Linked DNA regions of Mus musculus: region 1 is linked to region 2. Evidence: chromatin contacts called from public targeted proximity ligation data. All regions are on one chromosome and are shown on one strand. The core of a region is the stretch at or near the end of the contact, and the rest is flanking DNA. Distances in the headings are between cores, read along the strand shown.

Evidence for each region.
Region 1: a targeted proximity ligation map of embryonic stem cells shows a contact between it and region 2, with 6 read pairs. A contact is called at or near these places in 15 of 484 Hi-C or Micro-C datasets (the AML12 cell line, B cells, CD4 T cells and 8 more) and 13 of 130 datasets of targeted methods (CD8 T cells, the HPC-7 cell line, bone marrow-derived dendritic cells and 8 more).

Annotation. Positions count from the first base shown.
Region 1 is chr19:29,184,349-29,187,843 of GRCm38.p6, forward strand. No RefSeq gene overlaps it. Among named protein-coding and RNA genes, the nearest start is that of Mir101b, 51 kb to the left of the region's middle.
Region 2 is chr19:29,061,595-29,065,429 of GRCm38.p6, forward strand. No RefSeq gene overlaps it. Among named protein-coding and RNA genes, the nearest start is that of Gm9895, 3.8 kb to the right of the region's middle.

The DNA of each region.
Region 1 (3,495 bases), core at 138-2,637, 120 kb after region 2:
CACAAGACAAGTTATGCTAGGCATGGCTAGGCATGGTGGTGCACGCCTTTAGCCCCAGCGCTGGGGAGGCAGAGGCAGATGAGGCTCTGTGAGTTTAAGGCCAGCCTGATCTACAAAGCTAGTTCCAGGACAGACAGGGCTCTATTAAACAGAGAAACCCTGTCTTAAAACAGCAGCAACAACATCAACAAGAAAAAAGAGAAATAAAAATACATTAATTTTTGCAGATAATATGGATTTTTTTTTCTTGTGAAGACACATTAAGGAGCCTTCTTATCATATATTTCACCCTCAATTGGGAAGCTAATTACTAATCTGCTCTGATGATGCCTTCTTTCTGGGCTGGAGAGATGCCTCAGTGGTTAGCAGCACTGACTGCTCTCCCAGAGGTCCTGAGTTCAATTCCCAGCAACCACATGGTGGCTCACAATCATCTGTACTGGGATCTGATGCCCTCTTCTGGTGTGTACTCATATAACTAAAATAAATCGAGAGAGAGAGAGAGAGAGAGAGAGAGAGAGAGAGAGAGAGAGGAGGAATACCTTCCCTCACATGCCTACAGTAATATTTGTCCATCCTTTAACACTTAGTGGTAATAGTTCCAGGATGTCTTAGCTGGGTCAGGGCTAGGCTCAGGCTAGTCTGATGATACAGTCAGGCCCTGGCTTGCCAGGTGGTCAAGGAGCCCCGAGAACAGGAGGCTTGGTCCTGGACCATTAGTGAGTTCAGGTAGCGCAGCTCTTGTGTTTCAAAGTTATTATGGGATGGCTGGATGGGTATTCATCATGGTCAGAGTGGCACGGTCCCTGGATGTACTTTTAGTGCTTAGTCAAGCAGGGCAGGGAGTGGAAAGGCTCTTCTGAGCATTGCATCCTTTGAGGCTGGATCAAGTGGATTCAGCGTCTCACGTCTTTGGCTCCTTTTGTGAGTATTAATAGGCCTTTTGAAGGCTCCAGGAAACAGCTTTGAAGGAGAGGCTCTGAGAGGCTAGACTGCCTGTGGTCAAGCAAAGAGGGAAGCTTACTGCTGATGAAACTCGAATAGTAATGCTAATGTCATTTATCTCTGTTCTAAAGACAAATTAGAAGCTGAGCTATTTTGGATTGCTCCCCCCCCCCGCCCCCGGCCCCCACCCAATGTCTCAACATCAGAGGCCTTATAAAAAGAATGCGGATTTCCTTATAAAGAAAATAACACGTAAACACTCTTCAGGGCCAGCCATTACATCCTGTACTTACATATTTATGTGTTTAATTTTAATTACCCATAAAACCTGGCGCGGTGTGGGTACATAGCAGGAGCTAAAAGAGTTTATAGTAGAACGTGTTGCTGATCGTGCTGGGCACGGAGGTTTAGACAGTTCATTAGTGGATTGTGGTTTCTTTTCACAAGCATTGGATTTTCTGCCATGACTCACACTAACAGGAAGGCAGATGAAACATCTCCACTGATAACTGGAATGTTTTCTCTTTATGACTTAAACTGAGATTCACTTACATCGGAACCAGATACAATCAGGGCTGAGCAGCGACAACAACAACAAAAAAAAAAGTGAAGAATTTTTGTGGTAAAATCATATTTCCCCCCCTTTGATGAACAATGCTGATGGAAGTTCCTCTGCAAAGGGTTTTACTGGCTCTGAAGACGTTTCCCAATAGCTTCCAACCCCTTATCACTAGGGTGGCTATCTGGGCATTCTTGTTTCTGTATTTTGTGCAGGACAGATAGAAGATATCTGGAAACTTATCTTGTTAGGTAAAGCTCTTCCTACGCCCTCTTCCAAAGAACTCCCCTGAGCTTGGGGAGTTTGTTGTGTTTGTACATTGTCTGAGAAACAAGAGGTTCTGTTGGCTTCTGGGACCCTGGAAATACAATGACACTGGGGCTCAGAGAGAGATGGCACTAGCAGGCTTCCTCTTCCTTTGAGAAGAGGGTAGGTAATCTGAGAAGACCAGCGTTGGGGAAGTTATTGTCCCTGAGTATTTTCCTTGTTTTTTCCCCCCTCATTCCAAAATGCATTGTTATTGCTTAGATACCTTTTCTGTAATAAATTATAAAATCGGGCATCTGCAGTAAAAGCTATCCTGTTCTTGAGTCCTTGATTTTTTTTTTAAGAGGATCTTGCTATATAGTTCAGCCTGCCCTTGAACTGTCCCAGGCGTTCTAGTGCTGGCATTACATGGGTGAGTGAGGAAGCTCTACACTGTCTTTTAACATGCTAGCTAAGCTAGATCGAAGCCTTATATTGCAGAGCACAGGTATGTAGCTCAGAGGCACAATGCTGACTTAGCATGTATGAAGCCCTAAGTTAAATCCCAAGGACCACAGAACGAAGTAAAGGTGGTTGAAATCATAGTGTCGCTTTGCTCACCTGTACCTGTCTCTTCTTTCCCCTCTGATTATAAGTCAGGGACAAGGGTTTGGAAAGGGACGCTGGAAGAGAACTTTTCTAGCCTCTTCTAGGCTTCTCATAGCTTCCTGGTGAGCGTTATTTGTCAAGTGCCTGTTGTGAGCCAGGCAAGGCCATCCATCCAGCAACCCTCTGTGGGAGCAGGTACTACAGTCCCTATCATCCTTATGAGTCTGTGGGGCTCAAACACTTAGAGTGCAATTTAACCCCTGTTCTGTTTTATCCCTGTACCACAGAGGACAGGAATGCGTTCTGTGAAGTCTAAGGCCTTCTCAGTCCTTTTGGCTTCTGGCTGGTACCTTCCAGGAGAACCACCGGTTATAGGGAAGGGAAACAGAAGAAAAGGAAGGCCACAATACGGACCTGACCAAAGGAAGAGCAAGAGATTCCTTGGGAAATTGCTGGCAGATGTGTGTTCTGGTTTTGTTTCTGTTGCTGAGATAAGATACCCTGATACAGAGCCACACAGGGCAGGAAAGCGTTTGTGTGGCTTACAGTGACAAGGTACACTCCGTTATTTTGAGGAAACCAAGACAGGGACCTGAGAAGCTAGCCGAATCACATTCACAGTCAAGAGCAAACAGAGACACCAATTGTCCCTTCGCTTGCGAAGCTAGCTTTCTCCTCTCTCATACGGTTCAGGACTCTTTGCAGGGAAAGGTAATGGTCTTCCCACGCAAAGTAACAACAGGGAAAGGAAATGGTCTTCCCGAGTAAAGGAACAACTAGTCCTCCCTGCATATGCCCGCAGGCTAACCGGGTCTGGATGGTCAACTCAAATTGACAGTTAAAATTAACCGATACAGTGAGGAAAAAGAAAGATACAAACCAAAATCCTGGAAAATACCAGCAACAGTCCCACAGTGTCCTTGTTTTATAAGGGGGAGGGGCATTTTCCTGGCTCCCTGGAAGTTGACCTGGAAGTTGACCAGTACTTAATGCTCTGCTCTATCTAGTGTTTTTGCTTTTTCAACTACGTTGTAACACAAGGTGTTAAGATAAGTAGGCTAACCCACCTAAAGGAGAGGGTCTTATTCTTGTCTTCACCAGCCCTTTCCTCTATGCTTTCATTTTTAACCTTCTTA
Region 2 (3,835 bases), core at 1,122-3,621:
CGTAGATGGCTCTGAGTAACTGTGACAGTTTGCGTATGCTTGGCCCAGGGCATGGCACTATTAGACAGTGTAGCCTTGTTGGAATAGGTGTATCACTGTGGGCAAAGGTTTAAGACCCTCATCGTAGCTTCCTGGAATCCGGTATTCTGCTAGCAGCCTTCAGATGAAGATGTAGAACTCTCAGCTCCTCCTGCACCATGCCTGCCTGGAGGCTGCCCTGCTCCCACCTTGATGACAATGGACTGAACCTCTGAACCTGTAGGCCAGCCCCAATTAAATGTTGTCCTTATTTAAGAGTTGCCTTGGTCATGGTGTCTGTTCACAGCAGTAAAATCCTAACTAGGACAGTGATCTATTTATGACCTATGAAAACAGGTAAGAAACATCCCTGTATACCTGTGTATACCATATATACTGAAACTGAAGAAGAACTAATGATCTTGGAGAGAGAAACTGTTGAGGACCAGGCACTGGGGAGATGTCTCTGAGCCTGACTGGGGGTGGGAGAACAGCAGATATACAACCAGAGGACCTGAGTTCAGATCCCTAGCACCCACTGAAAGAGCAGGTATGGCCACTGGCACCTGCAACCCCAGCACTGAGGAAGGGGGAATGAGGCGTGGAGACTGGTTGATCCTGGGGCCTGCTGTCCAGCCAGCCTAGTGAAAACCAGAGTTCCAGGTTCAGGTTCCTTTATCTTAAGGGAATAAGGCAGAGAGCAAATGAGGAAGTCACCTGTCCCCTGACCTCTCCCGGCTGGCCTGGCCTTTGTGCACTTATAAGGGCATCCTTACACACACACACACACACACACACACACACACACACACATAAACACACACACACACAAGCACACCCATCTACACATCCTCACATACACAAAGACTGTTACAGACCCGAGCAAAATATCTTTGAAAGCCATGCACTGCCCATCCCTGTGTCTGACCCAGGATGTATTCTTAACAGACCACCAGTTTCCACCAACCCAGAAGTTAGGATGTTAGCAGATCACATCTGGGACCTATAACAAAGGTTCCCTGCTTTGCTGTAGCCTGCCTAACTGTTGTCTCCACCAGTGTATTTGGTAACTGTCTTGACTTATGACTTTGTTCCATAATTAATACATCTCATGTGGCCCTTTGCAGTGGGATCTATCTTTCTGGTCTGCTTGGATCTGTGTTCCTGGGCTGTGGTCACCCACATTTGGCTCCAGAATAAACTATCCCATTTGAGGCAAGAACTGTGTTTTGTATCAACAGCAGAAGAACAGAGTGAGAAGTTTCTCCATGCCCCTTAGGGACAAAGAGTGGACATCCAGAAAAAGTCTGTTTTTGACTCCAAATAGCACCCACAGACATATATCTGTGGAGAAAGTTACACAGATATAAAAGGAATTCCAGGGGCTGGATCAGATCAGCTGTGGGCATGGTGTGATGTCATATAAAGAACGGGCTAGTCTGGGGCTCAGCAGGAAAGCCATGTTCATTCCCAGCAAAGCAAAACCAATACAAAACAAAAGGACTTAGAAGGCCAGGGGTCCGGCTCGGTGCATGAAGACGCTTGCTGACAGCAGTGATGACCTGGGTTCAACCCCCAGGACCCACGGGATAGAAGGATGCTGAGAAGGGGACCTATAGGACCTATACCTGTTTCTTATATTCAAAACCAAGTCAATCCAGGACATGAATGGGAGCCCAGGGCTCACCTGCAGCCATAGTTAAAAGCAGGGCAACAACATTCATATCATACTCACACCCCCATCTTACACTAGTAATCAAACCTAAGCCTTCAGTTGCCTACAACTGCTCTGGCTGTGGCTCCTCGTGCTACCTGCAGAAGTAGGGGAGTCCCAGGCCCCATTGCCTTTACAGATTTTTCGGCTTTTCTCTATATTTACTTTTTCCTCATGGATTTCCTGTTCCTCAGAATCACCTAGATGAGTCGTCTTTACCCTTCCTAATGTTGTGACCCTTTAATATAGTTCTTCATGCTGTGGTGATCTACGACCATATATATATATTTTTTGTGCTACTTTATAGCTGTAATTTTGCTACTATTATGAATGGCAATGTAAATATCTGTGTTTTCTGACGATTTTAGGCAACCCCTGTGAAATATCCCCAAAGGGGTCGCAACCCACAGGTTGAGAACTGCTGAGTCAGCCATTCTGTTTAAAAATACAGGTTCTCAGGACCTATTCTAGTCCATTAACTACAATCTTTTTAGAGGAGAGTCTAAAAGTCTGAACTTCATCTCAGGATGATTCCGGCTTGTGCCTAGTTTTAAGAAGTACGGCACTAGACAGGGCAGTGATGATATTCCTTTCACTGAGGACACAGCGCCTGGCACTTCACCAACACACCTGACTGCTTTCAGAATGAATAGGCGGAATGAGCTGCCCCGCCCCCACTCTACCCACGTGGCCGTGCCTGGCCAATGAACATTCAGTTGCTAAGATTCCACCTACCGGCAGGTGGCGCTGAGTCGACGTAAATGCCGTCCCAGGAAATGTTTTGCTGGAAATTCAAGCCTCAAAGGCAGCTCAATTGGATTATATTTTTACGTATTTACTTTGTCTGTAACTCTCACTTGTATGAGTAATTTGGTTTCTGATGGCGTGCTTTGAATGAGAGAAGCCAGGGAACGCAACCTGACAAGGCCTGGGAGGTAATGAAAGGACTGGATGGACACTCCTAATGGTCCTAGTTTTCATTCTCTATGAGCAAGCACTGTGTGTTATGAAATTACTCAAAGACACAAATGAGTCTGCCATTTCAGTAAGAGTGTAGCTAGCCTGTAATTTCTGTTAGTCATCTACTGTTTCCTTTATGGGTGTTTAATTGGACTAACCTTTTAAAACCATTTCCCTCACAAAGCTGTCTGAAGGGCTGTCTTGGCAGTCTTTTGAGACGTGGGAAGTCAGCCCACAGTTAAAGGCTGGGGCTCCGTAGCCAACGCCTCTTCCCCTTCCCCCAAAGGGCATCGGCGTGCAAGTGACTGATAGGGCTGGCCTGAACCAACAGCCAACTATCAGGCAAGACCATGGCCCCGGCTGAACTGGTTTCTTCTGCCAGCAGACCTTCAGCCAGGGGCCCTGAAGGAGGAACCATCCTGAGGTGCTTGCTGTCTTCCCAAGGCTCCAAGCCCAAAGCAGAGAGAATTGGGACTCGAAGGAGGAAGCAAGGAGTCTACAGCACAGACTCCTTGCACAAGAGGGCGTAATTCAAGGGAATCACACAGTTTAGGTCACACCATAGCATAGAGTTCCTGGGAAAGAAGAGAGGAGAGCAGGGAGGGGAGGGGTGGAAAGGGGAGGAGAGGGAGAGGGAGAAGGGAGGGGAGGGGAGGGGAGGGGAGGGGAGGGGAGGGGAGGGGAGGGAAAGGAGAATCTATTAAATTAAATGCTTTAAGGGCTCGGTGGTGGTGGTGCATGCCTTTAATCCCAGCCCTTGGGAAGCAGAGGCAAGTGGATCTCTGTGAGTTCAAGGCCATCCTGGTCTACAGAGTGAATTCCAGGACAGCCAAGACAACACAAAGAAACCTTGTCCCAAAAATAAACAAACAAACAAATACTGTGATGACTAATACCTTGTATGATAATTTTTTTAAAACAAATACTATAAAATAACAAAAGAACGGATACAATTTCTCATTTTCTTCCTTGAATAACCTGGTATACAGTTAGATAGGAGCCAAGCAAAACAGGCAACCAGAAGCCAGTGTGACCCAAACTGACTCGTAGGGGGGTGTCCTGTTTGGAGGTGTCTGGTATGAGCATAGGAGCCCAAGTGGCATGAAGACTGCATACAGATGTGTTTGAGTTAATGGGGGGCAG